Regions from separate parts of the Danio rerio genome. Here region 2 is linked to region 1. Evidence: chromatin contacts called from public Micro-C data. All regions are on one chromosome and are shown on one strand. Each heading gives the region's core, a stretch centred on a gene start, on an enhancer-like site or on the middle of the called end of the contact. The rest is flanking DNA. Distances are from core to core; before and after follow the strand shown. Region 1 holds the start of myo5aa (myosin VAa). Region 2 overlaps myo5aa (myosin VAa).

Evidence for each region. Hi-C and Micro-C count contacts between places; a contact is called where the count stands out from the background.
Region 2: a contact with region 1 is called in a Micro-C map of caudal fin, with 9 times the contacts expected there. The contact joins the enhancer-like site here to the promoter of myo5aa in region 1. A contact is called at or near these places in 3 of 18 Hi-C or Micro-C datasets (caudal fin, hematopoietic stem cells and an unstated tissue).

What each region holds. Positions count from the first base shown.
Region 1 is chr18:41,820,285-41,824,526 of GRCz12tu, reverse strand. It overlaps myo5aa (myosin VAa), which reads right to left and starts at 2,524. Exons shown (of 39, transcript XM_073930027.1): 1 at 2,253-2,524. The coding sequence starts at 2,279.
Region 2 is chr18:41,910,256-41,914,497 of GRCz12tu, reverse strand. myo5aa (myosin VAa) reads right to left here. Exons shown (of 39, transcript XM_073930027.1): 14 at 3,385-3,468. Among named protein-coding and RNA genes, the nearest start is that of zgc:171509, 84 kb to the left of the region's middle. Within about 2 kb of position 2,752, at least 5 of the 62 cell types and tissues checked have an H3K27ac peak or open chromatin away from gene starts, as enhancers often do. A contact at or near this core is called in caudal fin, where this site is marked.

The DNA.
Region 1 (4,242 bases), core at 1,275-3,774:
GCTGAATAGGCATTCGCTGCATAAAATATGCTGGATAAGTTGTGGTTCATTGCGCTGTGGCAACGCCTGATTAATAATGTGACTAAGCCGAAAAGAAAATGAATGAATGAATGAATAAATGAATGAATGAATAAATAAATAAATAAAAAAGAAAATAGCTTTACAGTAGATCCTTCAAGTTTTCAATCCTCCTCAGAAATCTTCAATAGGTTGTAATGTATAATAGAGCTGCCAATTAGACATTGAAAATTTTATTTTTCACAAGCTTGCATTTTATTCCATTACAAAATCAAAATGTCTATTTTTCCAAAACTGTAACTAATGCTAAAGTATACATTTGTAATTTATACAGAGAACTTTGTCAACCGATTGCAGTGTTGTGTGGGTTATTGTTTTATACAATATATATTTTTATTGGGTTTTATACAGTTTTTTATATCTAATATAATTCCAATATATACCAATTAGTCACAAAACTGGTTTCAAGGTTTACCACAGTTAAGAAAAGTCCTGCTTTGAAAACCTAAAATTTTCTGTTAAAAAAGATATCCAAAGACCCCCTTATTCTTTCTTAAAATACAATATATTATGTTCAATAGGACAAAAGCTGCAGTTTTTTTAACCCAGACATTTAAAAATAACTTATTTTAATACTGCAATACTGCGATTTTTTTTCCTAGGTCAGAACCTTTTACTGGCCAATGCCTAATACTAATTAAGCATGAGACGATAACTGTTTTCAAAAAAAGTAAAGGTTTAAAAACGGCCAAAATTTTCTTCTATACCATTTCTAAGTTATATATAAGATTTTTTTTTGTTTGTTTTAAGGACAACAGTATCTCCAGCTAAAAAGATATTCAAAGATGCAGTTCTAAAATTTAAAGAAATATGTATTTTTTAAAACTAATGAAGACAGCAGAAGTCAATGATTCATTTGAATTATTTAGCCTAACATGTGTATTGTTCCAAAATACTACAAATGTTTCTTAAAATAAAATATATCATTTTCAAAGGGGGATTTTTTTTTGTTTTGTTTTGTTTTTTACCCAGACATTTAAAAAGAATATATTTTAGAGCAGAGATCACAATAACGTGAAACCATGATATTTTATCCAAGGTTATCATATCGTCAGAATCATACACCGGCCCATGCCTAATACTAAAATAAAACACATATATTTCAATCATTAAATGACCCACAATTTGCCAAGAAAGTATATCATTTGACCACAAACCCAACCATGTTACCCATATAAAAATGCTTTAGTCTATTACAAAAAACCTTTGTAGAGCTAGATCGTTGCTACTTGTCTAAGGCCTGAATCCAAATAAACATTCTGTGCTCTAGGAGATTTCAAAAGAATCCATCAGTGCATTTACAATAAGACAGCTGCATCATGGGGGATGGGTGAGCCTCCCCCATTCTCTCTCTCTCTCTCTCTCTCTCTCTCACTCTTGAGTAAAACAACCAGTCATTCGTCATCTGAGACATCATTATGACCATATGTGATGACGTCACATTCAGGCTGCTACGCAACAATATCACACTTATTTTTGTCTTCAAAGAGACACGCCTTAAATATGAACAGGCCGCGCAGCAAGAGACCCAAAACAACTACTCACTGCAAGATGCAGACTGTGTTAGAGCATGCTCGCATCAGCACCAGAGATGCTCCCATCATCCCATGCAGGCAACGATGCTCACATCAGCACCGCCCGCATCCCACTGGCTCTCAGCCATCAACCACAACTGTGACCCATATCAATACATCCTTTGAAAACCTCTTGCTTGCCTAACACTCAAGATTTTTTTTTTGCATCTGACTATCAATAGTGCATTTAATACAGTTCAAAGCTTATGCATGCATTAATTTTCAGTAAAATGACAAGCAATGCAGTGTTTCATAAACATTCACTATAAATGCTACAGTTAACGCAGCATTTCTTAACAATGTTGACGTTTTAAAAGGTAAATAGCGTGTTAATCTCATATAACAAAAGAATAATAAGCATAACACTGTCGTTTTAGAGCATAAACAATGAGCTATTCATGAGGAATAAAGCATGTGTGGGGAAATACATAATTCATATGATCAGAGGGCAATAATGTCAACATATGCACTACAATGACAACACGACCAACGTGCAATCACCAATAACCGCGCTTTTTGTCAACACGCTGGCGTTTAATTTACAGCCTTGGCATTTATATTTGACGTCCAGACGGCCAGATGCTGAGTGTGTGAGTTTACCTTTGTATATAATTCAGACGCAGCCATGATGATGATGGTCGCTCGGTGTTCCTGCAAATCACAGTCAGCTGAACATCCGAACGGTCGCGAACATTCAAGTCTCTCCGGTGGATTTCACTCAGCGAAAGGTCTTTGGGAGGACGTCATGAATCCAAAGGCTTCTGCTCATTCCTCATGGAGCTGCTGCTCGCGTGTGAGTTCTTTTTTTTTTTTTTTTTTTTTGGTGTGTCTCTGTTCGTTCTGGGTGCGATCTATGCAGAGAATGAGTCAATGAAAACGCGGTTGCCATGACCAAGAGAAACAATGAGGCAAGAGTGCGCTCTGGTGGACAAGAGTGGATCATCACACGCTGGCATCCCAGCAGTTTTCTAAAATTTTGTTTGAATTTTTGCTATTTTAATATCAAATTAGATTGTTTTTAATTTTAGAGAAATTCAAAGTATAAAAAAGAAAAACAATGACAGAAAATATTTTTGTAATTTGATTATAATTTATATGTTAATAAAACCTATAAAAATAACAGTAATAATAATAATAATAATAATAATAATAATTATTATTATTATTATTATATTTATTATTATTAAATAAACATTATTATTATATACAGTTAGACAGAATTATTAGCCCCCCTGTTTATTGTTTTCCCCAATTTCTGTTTAAAAAAGATTTTTTTCAACACATTTCTAATCATAATAGTTTTAATAACTCATCTCTAATAACTGATTTATTTTATCTTTGCCATGATGAAAGTAAATAATATTTGACTAAATATTTTTACAAGACACTTCTATACAGCTTAAACTGACATTTAAAGGCTTAACTAGGTTAATTAGGCAAGTTATTGTATAACGATGGTTTTTTTTCTGTACAGTCGAAAAACAAATGCTTGAAGGGGCAAATAATTTTGTCCTCAAAATGATGTTTAAAAAATTAATAACTGCTTTTATTCTAGCCGAAATAAGACTTTCTCCAGAAAAATAATAATAATACCAGACATACCGTGAAAATTTCCTTGCCCTGTTAATCATCATTTGGGAAATATTTAAAAAAGAAGAAAAAAATCAACGGGGGGCTAATAATTCTGACTTCAACTGTAACATTATTAAATATGCCTACTATAAAATTATTAAATAAACCTTTTTTTTTTAAAATTAATTTGGTAATAAATATTTTCCCAGAGATTGGTTGCGGCTGGAAGGGCATCCGCTGTGTATAAACGTGCTGGAAAAGTTGGCGGTTGATTCCGCTGTGGCGACCCCTGATCAATAAATGGATCAATAAAAAGAAAATGAAAGAATGAATGGTAATAATAATAATAATTAAAAAAAAATATATATATATATATATATATATATATATATATATATATATATATATATATATATATATATACACACACACACACATACACACACACACAGTATATTGTAATATGCTGATTTTGTGCTTAGGAAAATTTTCAATATATCAATTTAATGTTTTTTTTTTTTTTTTTTAATTCTTCTTCTTTATAAGACTTAAAAAAATTATTAGTTACTAATAATTAATGTTTAATTTTAAATACCAAAAAATCTGGTTCCCACATTGATAATAATTAGAACATTCAGTTTTTTTATCACATAAATTGTAATTTATTCGTAAATTTACTTTATTTCACTTTTAGTAGTAGTGCTTTTATATTTATATATTGCTTATATATATAAATTAGGTTAACTAGGCAGGTTAGGGTAATTGGGCAAGCTGTTGAATAATGATGGTTTGTTCTGTAGACTATTGAAAAAAAAATTGCCTAAAGGGGCTAATAATTTTGCCCTTAAATGGTGTTTAGAAAATTAAAAACTGGTTTCTACAGAACAAAAAAATATTATTAGACATACTGTAAAATTTATTTGCTCTGTTTAACATAATTTGGGAAATATTTAAAAAAGAGAAAAAAAATCAAATGGGGGCTAATTATTTTGACTTCAACTACAATATATATATATAT
Region 2 (4,242 bases), core at 1,503-4,002, 90 kb before region 1:
AGTGAAGGATTTGGATTAACCACTAACAAACTGATGTGGATAAGCACCAGAGAGCCGAGCCTATTACTGATATGGATTGTTAATAACATTTGAAACAACATTAGACTTAAAGACTAATTCTGCCAATCAAATTAAGTTTAAGGCATTATTATTATTATTATTTTTCAGTCTGGATTAGTATGCCATGTGTTTGCTCTTACCGCACACATTTACTGTCTCACGCTGAGGAGAGAAAGCATTAGAAAGCATTCAAGAACCCCCAGAAGAAAATTATTATTATTATTATTTACAAAGAATCAAACTTCCAGGTTTACTTACATTTTCGTAATCAACATTTTAATGTATACATTTAAAAGTTCAACTTTTGTATTCAATTCTAGTGGTGTAACGGATCACAAATCTCAAGGTGCGGATCACATTATGTTTTTTTATTAATGGATCAGATTATTTTTCGGATCAGCCAAAAAGGACAGGAGAAAAATGTAATTTGTTTTCCATTTATTACAAAAACAGTACTACAAGACACTTTTGGTTTGAACAAACAGAACTTAGAACCTGTCGTTTTATTAAAAACACAATGAAGACATAATCAGCTGAATAAAAATAAATTGTTAAAAAACTACTACTGTTGCTGATAATGTATAAATCTAACATCATAATTTGTACATATTTAATTTTAGTCTCATAATCAATAAATGATTCAGTTATTCACTCATAAAACTTAATTTTTCATTGTTATTTGGATGATTTTTGAAGAATGATTCAGAGGTTTATTTTTGACGGCCACCTATTGGTTAAATAATGTAATTGCTGCCTACAACTTTCATTTTTGGGCGTTGTTAAATGCATATGATGGTGATTTTAATCTTTACCATAAACATCAGTGCTTTTATTTAAACTATTAACTGTTATCCCAGCACTTCCGTGTTATTTGACTGTTTGTAAGCTAAAGACTGAGGGCCCTATCATACACCCGGCGCAATGTGGCGCAAGGCGTGACGCAATTGTTACTTGCTACTTTTAGCTCGGCGCAAGGGTCATTTTGAGGTGTTGCTCCACGCTTTTTGAATAGCAAATGCATTTGTGCTCATATGTGCGCCCATAGGTCTGGTCTAAAAAAGCAGGCGTGTTTTGGTACATTGCTGGCGCGTTGCTATTTTGAGAAACTGTAATAGTCTGTTCTTTAGACTAGAACAAACCTGGTCTAAAGTCCGGCGCAGAGCACGTTAGTTGTGCGCCTCGCTTGCACAATGCTTAATACACACAAGATGTAGAGCAATACGCAAATATCTTTACTTATGAAAAAGAATTAAAATATTAAAGATATTTTTAAATTTGCTTTTGTATAATGTTATTATTATTAGCAGTATTATTTATTATATCCATATTTATATTTGTTTTATTAAAAACAAACTTAGACTTGCCCACCAGTCAGGTTTTAGACCATATGGGGCACAGCAGGTGTATTTGGAAATAACTATAGCAATTTTAAGGACAAAAGGCCCTTTAAGCTATATCTCAGCCCCACCCCCCCACCCCCGACAGCCTACAGAACAAACCAATGTTATACAATAACTTGCTTAATTATCCTAACCTGCATAGTTACCCTAATTAACCTAGTTAAGCCTTTAACTAGTATTTTGACCACCCTTCGTTATTATTGTTCATTTATTCGTTTGCTGGAAATTAGAACTGACTTTAAAAATAGTTTTGAAACAAATCTTTGCGCTTAACAAATGAAATTAATTAATTATAGGCTAATTGCGTAAAGGTTTCCCTATCCACGAGAGCAAAAGTGAAAGTGAACTTACTTTACGTCCTGTAAATATAGCAAATGCGCTTATGGCGCGACACAAGGCTCTTAAAGGGAATGGGAGATGAGACTCTGATTGGTTTATTCTCAAAACACACCTATAACTCATTAAGAAAATAAACTCAACCCTTTTAGGGCAGATTTTCCCGTCCTCATATTAGCACATATGGATTCTGACACTCCCTGAATGCGTCTGCGCCCTGCGCCCTCCGTCTTGCGCATGGACCGTCAAAATAGAGCCCTGAATCTTTTTCTTAATTTTTGCGTTTTCAGATTTGAATGCAGCGATTCGAAGGATTAATAAACATATGCAAATCCCCATCCTTTATAATTTATTATGCATAGGTGTTGAGATCCTGATCATTTAATGATTAATCGTGCAGCTTACAGTGAATGCATTAATGCAGGCTAAACAAGTAGCATCAGAAAACACCTTTAATAACTTAGGAACCCACCACATCCAGAATAACCTACCACAACTTCTTCCGTCATAATTATACTTTACAGAATAGCCTAAATGCTTTTATACATCATCCTTACAAATTTAGTATTAAACTACAAGGGGAAAAAAGTAATAAGCCGCAGGACACCTGTGTTCCAAACTGCGAGTTGTGATCCATATGAATTGCGGATGAACAGTGATCCGTTACACCTCTATAAGGTACTAGTACCAAATAATAAATCCTAGCATATATATTACTAGTATTTCATAAATGAGTATTTAATATACAAGAACATGTTTCTTTTAAAAATGCCTAAACTATAAACACTTGTAGTCAATGAATAAGTATAGAAATTATCGAAATAGATAAACACAAATACTACTACTGAGTCTTACAGATGAAATGCTTAAGTGGCTTGCCATAGCACTCTACCTTTGCCTGCCTTGTGTAATTGTGAAATATTTTTGAATACCTTCCTGAAAAATCCACATAACACACCCCTGGCCCTGAAGGCACAGTTGAAGGCATGAGTTTGACATCCTAATACAAGCTGGTATGCAGTGTTTTTTTTCTGTCCGAACGCGTCTCTTTAAAGAGCAGTCAGATGTAGAACTGCTGAGTCATGCTAAAGCTAATAAACAGCTCTGTTCTGTCAATACTCCAGATGCTAACTGTGTGAACTAAGAAAGAAAAAGGATACTTAATGACTAAAACAACTAGAAATATGAAAGTATACACCCTGAGCTGTATATATTTAATGCTGAAACTGTGACACCAGGCTGAACTAATACTTCTTGAGCAGCAGATGGCAGCGTTCCATTGACCTTCTCAGATTTTAAGCCTAATTTAAGGTCAAAAATATTGAATGAAAGCACCCTGTTTAGGGCTGATTTTATGATTTTATGGCTGGTTTTCTCTAATAGTAACTTACTTCATTAAAGTGTATTAGTTTCAGGTTTATAAACTGCTGCATATGACCTAGTGTAATGGCTATTTTTGTTTTGGTTCAACCCTGTCAGACTTATTTAAGGTTTTGATGGAATTATCCTGGTTCTAGGCCAAAATATCAGAACGTTTCTTTGGTAAAAAATGGGCAGAAGTCAGAATGACATACTGATTTTCACTCACCTTACTGGCCTTCAAAACATTTATCTGCTCCTCATTCACCGTGTCTTTATTCTTCTCCAGAAAACCATCACATTGATACTCCACCTGACAGACACAGAGAGACAACAGAAGTTACTTTGTTGCAAAGACCAATCATATATGAGTATTTTCTTACTCTGCAGTAATAAAAAAAAACTACTTCTCCAATCTTCTAAAGACAATATAATGTATTTAGATTGTAAGATTTAGTAATACAATAATGTTTAAGCTAAAGTTATTATTTAAAATATTATAGAATCATTGCTAGTATTATGGTACTTATTTAGATTTTCATTTTACATTTTCTGTATTTATTATAATTGATGTTAGTAACCAAGTTGTGTTTATACAGTTGTAACTATAATTATATTTATTTACTCTCTAAGTAAGTAAGTAAGTTTTATTTTAGTGTTCATTCTCTCTCTTTTGTCTGTTGTAATGCTGCATTTATACCATAGTAATCTGTTAGTGTTTGCTTTGCTCTGGCTTTTCCGGGTTAATTTTCGTGATCTCCAGATTTCATAAGAGAAATACTGAGAGATCTCTGTAGATTGTTGGCATTTTATGCCGTTCAGCCTTATAATCTTAAAATGTGAGCAAAATCACCTGTTTTGCCATCACTTTAGACATTTTGCTAGAGAATTTCTTTATTTTAATTGAAGTTAGTAACTAAGTTGTGTTTAGTGTGTTTGTATAGTTGTAACTATAATTATAATTACATTTATTTACTCTGTAAGCAAGTTAGTTTTATTTTAGTGTCATAGTTTTTGATTTTTGCATTTAAATTTTTGGCTTTTAATTTTCAACTTTATAATAATTTTCGATAAAGTTTTAGTATTT